2 separate regions of the Danio rerio genome follow, and region 2 is linked to region 1. Evidence: chromatin contacts called from public Hi-C data. All regions are on one chromosome and are shown on one strand. Each heading gives the region's core, a stretch centred on a gene start, on an enhancer-like site or on the middle of the called end of the contact. The rest is flanking DNA. Distances are from core to core; before and after follow the strand shown.

What was found. Hi-C and Micro-C count contacts between places; a contact is called where the count stands out from the background.
Region 2: a Hi-C map of an unstated tissue shows a contact between it and region 1, with 1.6 times the contacts expected there. The contact joins two enhancer-like sites. A contact is called at or near these places in 1 of 18 Hi-C or Micro-C datasets (an unstated tissue) and 1 of 4 datasets of contacts at active chromatin or transcription factors (caudal fin).

Annotation. Positions count from the first base shown.
Region 1 is chr5:42,789,773-42,792,957 of GRCz12tu, reverse strand. ncor1 (nuclear receptor corepressor 1) reads left to right here. Exons shown (of 48, transcript NM_200276.2): 2 at 1,368-1,553. The coding sequence starts at 1,446. Among named protein-coding and RNA genes, the nearest start is that of ncor1, 13 kb to the left of the region's middle. Within about 2 kb of position 1,542, at least 11 of the 62 cell types and tissues checked have an H3K27ac peak or open chromatin away from gene starts, as enhancers often do.
Region 2 is chr5:42,846,005-42,849,189 of GRCz12tu, reverse strand. It overlaps pigl (phosphatidylinositol glycan anchor biosynthesis, class L), which reads right to left. Exons shown (of 7, transcript NM_001256655.1): 5 at 761-792. Among named protein-coding and RNA genes, the nearest start is that of cenpv, 13 kb to the left of the region's middle. Within about 2 kb of position 1,734, at least 13 of the 62 cell types and tissues checked have an H3K27ac peak or open chromatin away from gene starts, as enhancers often do.

The DNA.
Region 1 (3,185 bases), core at 293-2,792:
ATGAGAGATGGATGCTGTCCAGCCACAGATAGCACCTGCACAGAGTTTTAAGGTCAACAGGTGCAATTTCACACAAGATAACTATGAGTCAGCAAATGCTGTGCACAAGTCCAGGATTCCCTAAGATGACATGTTAAGAGATGTGCATTATTCTGTTTTACGCTAAAATGTATTAAGCATTTATTATTGCATTGCAAGTTTTATTGCATGACCAGTACTTTTAAAAGATAATTTTGAAATAAAATTCAAGCTCTGTGTTATTGAATGTGCAGTGGATGAGAATAATGCACCACTCATTCAAGTGACTTCCTCAGTTATGATTGTTACTCAAAAGCCAACTCTGTTAGATTCATGCATGCCAAAACTGTGTAAATTGATGGGCTCTGTACAATAGGTTTGCAGTGTGAATGCAGCCTTTTAGACCGACTGCTTCTGTCATTAAGCAAGAAAAAGTGAAAACTTGCTTTCTTAGTCCTCTTTAATATTTGTTTTGACTTTAACAAATTATTGAACAGATTATTAATAATGGTTCAAAGAACATTTTGCTGAGCTCAGTGAAAAGGTTTGTATGTAGATCTGCAATGAAAAATGTTATACAATTATAGCCATATGGCTGCTGTGAGTCGACAATACTGTCTAAAATGAAACTATACTTCTCTTCTGATCAGAAAACAATAAACACAATTATTCAATATAGTGCAAAATTGTTTGATTTTAGCAAAAACAAATGTAACCTTTTTGATTATTACTTTTGTAATGATAATCAGACCTGAAGCCACACTGCTTTTATCTGGACAAAACATAGAGAAAACCCCTCCACCACGCAGAAACATTTACAGAGAGTCCTCCTCCTTCTGTCTAAAAGGACCTTAATGCATCCTTGTTTCTTCTGTGTGTAGATAAATCAAATTTCATTTGCTTTTGTCCATTTATTTTGATATCCATTTTGCGGTAGTCCTTCGTATAATTTCATGGACCTGAAGTCACTATCAAAATTGTCCTGTGCACTGTTGCATCGGGTCTTAAGTTTGAAATAATTTAGGTCTCATCATTATATACATTATATCATTATATTCTAAAAGATAAGGGGATTGTACTTTTAAGAAAAAACATGTTTTGTTGGTTTTTAGGAAACTGACACTTTTCTGGGAAATCGAGCAGAGAATTTTCATGACAATCCTAAGAAACAAAGCATGTTTCCTTCATGAGAAATAGCTGCCAATCGGTCGCACATTGTGACCTTGGACCTTTAAAAAATAATCTTGGTCTGGTTTGGTCATGGAAAGAGTTCGTACTCCAGAGACCTTCAGAATGTTTGGCTCTTGAAATGTTCTGATGTTTTTTTTTCTGTTTCCCCTTTTCCTCAGGTGGTTTGGCTGCACAGTCATGCCAATGTTGAGCCCGTGATTGAGTAGCTGTGCTCCAGGCCAGCAAAAGGCCACAGCATGTCCAGTTCGGGCTTTCCCCCCAGCCAGGGGTCCTTCAGCAGCGAACAGAGCCGTTACCCCCCACACTCAGTGCAGTACACCTTCAGCTCCACACGCCACCCGCAGGTCAGAACCACGTGCACCACCTTACAATGTCAACAAACCACATAACATAAATGCTGCGCAAGTGAAACTGTAACTGCAACTTTCCTGTTTCTGTGTCAGATTTTTGACTTATTCAGTTTTGCAGACAGAGCAGATCCTGAATTACCAGTCTAGGGCTGGGTGACAAGACTGTATTTTCATATATCAACAATGTCTCTTAATCATGGTGATGTTGATTACAACATTCAATTTTCAAATAAAATAGGAGATTGAAGGGAAAATATAATAAGGTTAGCAAATAGATTTTTTTTTTTTTATAAATATACGTTAAAGCTTGTAAGTTTTCACATAACGAAGCATGTTATTTTAGGAAAATGGAATAGAAGTATTAATATAAAAAATATATATTATAATATTAAAAATTAAACTGAGAAAATCTGGTAAGAAGTACTAAAATGTCAAACTCCAAAAAGAGATGCATGTAATTGTAAATGTTGAATTTATTATATTTAGAAAACAATTTTAAGGAATGCACTTATATCAGACTTGCATTTAGTTAAGTGACTTATTAACATTAAATGGACCTTTTCACAAGACTGTTATGACATATTTAAGGCTAATCAGCATCCTAAATCCTTAAAAGTTTTTAATATTTAGATTTTTAAAAAACTTATGAGCATATATATTTGTGTATTATATAATTTCATTATATTGGATTGTATTATATATTTGTTTTATATACAAATTAGAAAACAATTTACCTCTTATTCGAGGTGTTTCTAATGCAGCATCTATGGACAACACAGGCACAGATGACAACAAGAGCATTTAGAGGTATCCGCTGTACTTCAGTGTCAGTGAAAGACTGTTGTATTAAACTCATAAGCAGTCAATTGTGAATAGTTGTCTGCTTTTTAGTTGGAGCATTTTAATTACTCGTGCTCACCTCTCTTGCCGTAGCGTGCTACTGCGATATAGCGCATATGAGATAAATTACGTCAGTTTGTAACAACCAGTTATGATCTTGAACTGAACTTATACTGAATCCACTTTAATGGATTTTGGAAGAAGTTGATGAATTGACATGTAAATCCAGCAGGTCACATCCCTCCACTAAAATAGCAGTGGCCATCTCCTCCAATCTCCGCCAATCATAGATTAAGTAATATATCCATATTACGATGTTTAAATGACAATATACATGTTCATACACGTATTTGAGAATCAGAATATTAGAAATGTCACAATATGATTAGGACATTTGTCAACATTTGCAGAAAGGGGAAGAAGGAAACAAATCTATATACATAAATCGTCTGCCTGTTGTGTGCCACATGATAAACTTGATGCATCACAAGATGATGTGTGAAAGTGTTAATGATTATGTGATGGTGGGGCAGACCAAGGTGATTTGCGTAGAGCGCCAGTTGTGTTTGTGCTGGCCGCGCGTCCTCCAAAAAGATAAGAATGAATCTTAACTGCTGCCCATTGCGCTTCGCTAGAGGAGAGGTTTTTGGTCTTTCTGAGGGGCTCACCCAGTGTGTGTGTGTGTGTGTGTGTGTGCATGCGTGCGTGTGTGTGTGTGTGTTTTAATTGATTAATTAATAGTTTTTTTTCTTTCTCCAAATGAATCTTTTCAGCAATTGTGCTTGG
Region 2 (3,185 bases), core at 485-2,984, 56 kb before region 1:
TGAGACATTGAACAATTTCCTGTAGAATCTACAGTGGCTTACTGGCAGCAGTTTGCCAGTTATTTGCTGTAAATCAATTACAGCAAAAAATACTGTGTACAGTTACAGTTTAAAGTATCACACAACAGACGCGCACATTCGCATGTTTATTTAAAATGAAACTAATCAGATGGCGCTCTGTGGCGCGGCAGAAATATGAACGATGTCCTGAGTTGTGGCTGGCCGCTGCCGACAGCTGCCGACTTGCAGCACCAGTGTGTGTACCCGGATAGAAACCTAGGTTTAGAATTCTGAAATGTTTGGCGCTACGGGGCGCGAAGTGGCGTTTCTGGTGTGTGACCCCCTTAAGTGTACTACAGTAAAAATCTGTTTCTATTAAAGTTAAATACTGTGTAATTTACAAAAATTGTTAACAGTGTGTCAATTGTAATAGTGTTTTAGCTTTCTTCAAAATATCCTCTTTTGTGTTCAACAGAATAACGACATAACACTTTGGAACAAACTGAGGGTGAGTAAATAATGAGTAAAAAAATCATTTTTGGGTGAACTATTCCTGTAAACTAGGGGTGTTTAATCCTGTTTCTTAAAAGCTAAAGCACCACCAACTTTAGATTTAACTCTAATAAAGGCCAAATATACTCAAATCAATGACCCCAAAACATGAGTTAAAACAGTCTTACTCTACATTATCAACGATAATAATATTTAACATAATACAATGTTAAGTGCATAATTTAACAATGAATGTAATGAGACTTACCTTCATGTATACGTCCAGCAGAAGCTAGATGACTGTTGTTGAAGACAGGAAAAAATAAATATTATTAATATAATAAACCAAAGTTACAAGCACATATGTTTCAAAATATATTGACAAGCGATACTTTTGTTTATTTATAATGATGACAATGATATGACCTGATGTACAGATATTAACAACGATTTTCTGAAGATTAATCTCAAATAAATCTGTACTTTAGGACTGTCTGAATTTTTAATACTTTACCATTAGAATTATTGTCATAAAATCACAACAAATTCATTAGGAATCTATTTTTATCAGTTTATCTGGGTAGAAATGCGTTAGATACACTGCATTAAAATATTACATTAAGATCCACAAATTTACTTGGCAGTACTGTTTACTGTACACACACACACACACACACACACACACACAAAATGATGGTTAATAAGGACTCTCCATGAGCACACTGTATTCTATACTGTAAATAATGCTACTTATCTGACCCTACCCCTAAACATAACCCTCAAAGGTAACCTGTGGCAAATTTTGAATGTCAAAATATGTTGAACATATTGAATAAATGTTGAATATGTTGCCTGCTACATATGGCTTTTAAGTGTTTTGAATAACAAGGACACAAGGGATGTCCTCATAAACCACCTTAATGTTGTAATACCAGGTCATATTGCATGTCATTTCAAAATGCCTGTCCCTTTGAACCACCAAAAACAGTACACACAAATAAACACACACAGACATACAAACAGACAGACAGATAGACAGACAGACACACACACACACACACACACACACACACACACACACACACACACACACACACACACACACACACACACACACACACACACACACTTCCTGAGGTCTGGGTTTTTCTCAGATTAGAGTGAGCTCTAAATCCACATGCAGTTCCTGGAAGTGTCTGTCATGTCCTGGCTCTCCCAGTCACACCACCTGTGCTGGCCGAGCTCAGACTGAGACGCCATCTCAGAGCCAACTTCACCACTGCTTCCTCTCTCTCACACACACACACATACACACGCTGCACACAAATAAATACATCTACAACAGCACAGAAGAGACAGATGTCCAAGAAGACTGGCTCGGTTTCTTCGAACCAAATATTGCTCAATAACACTGTTTGTTCAGACTGTACCACTAGCCCTTATGTAAGTCACTGCCTCAAGCCTGCAAAAAAGTCATCCCCTTCTCAGCATATGCCTCGGTTACCCATATTAATGATATCAATGATTCAACGTAGATAACAATTTACAGAAGAAAGGATCAGGATTCATACAGAGGGTGAATCCTATAGTCATAGTTAATTGTTGGAACAACAAGACAGAGGATATTTTTTTTTGTCCCTCTGAACTGATTTAGTGTTCTGATGCTCTTCTGGATTGTTTTTATGATATGGTATGATATCTAGATAGAGTTGAGTAAATACTTTTCTGTACAATTTAGTCTCTTTTATAAAAGAATTACAAAAAGTTCTTTAAATACCTCTTTTCAGAAGCTACTTAAGATATCGTACATTTTTCTAACAATTCAAAATGAAAATTTGACTTACTCGATAGATATCTATTTAATATATCATTGGCAACAAGTGAAAAAGTATAGCTTTTTTACTTGTTGCCAGTAATATCTTAAATAGTATCCGGAGATTGCATAAAGAAGACTCACCAACTAAAGATGAATGGTGGAGGAAATGGAAAAAATGACACATGCACATTGGATACAAAAAAAGTAAATAGATGGCCACGAGAATACAATTATCCATAATTTAACATTTACATCATTTTAGAGGCTATTCATCATAGAGATTATATGTTTGTTTTTTATTTTAAACTCATATTTTATTATTATATCTTTTGTTTTATTTTATACTTATTCTATTTATTTAGTTATTTATTTAATAATTATTCATTTATTATATTTATTTAGAGGTTAATTAAATATTTTTATGTATGTATGTAAATATGTATACATGTGTGAAATGGATGTATTTGTGTGTGTGTGTGTGTGTGTGTGTGTTTGTGTACATATATGTATATACATGTATACTGTATATATAATTGAGGTCTGACATATTAGCCCCCCTGTTTATTTTCCTTCAATTTCTGTTTAACAGAGAGAAACATATCTAAACATAATAGTTTTAATAACTGATTTCTAATATCTGATTTATTTTATTTTAGCTTTTTTTATTTAATTAAATTTTTGTTTTATTTTATGCCATGATGACAGTAAATAATATTTTAAAAGATTAAAGGGACTTTTAAAGGCTTAATGGTTAATTAGGTTAACTAGGCAGGTTAGGGTAATTAGGCAAGTTAGTGTATAACGATAGTTTGTTCAGTAGACTTTCCAAAAAGATTTGGCTTAAAGGGGCTAATAATTTTGGGGGAACAGGGGAAAC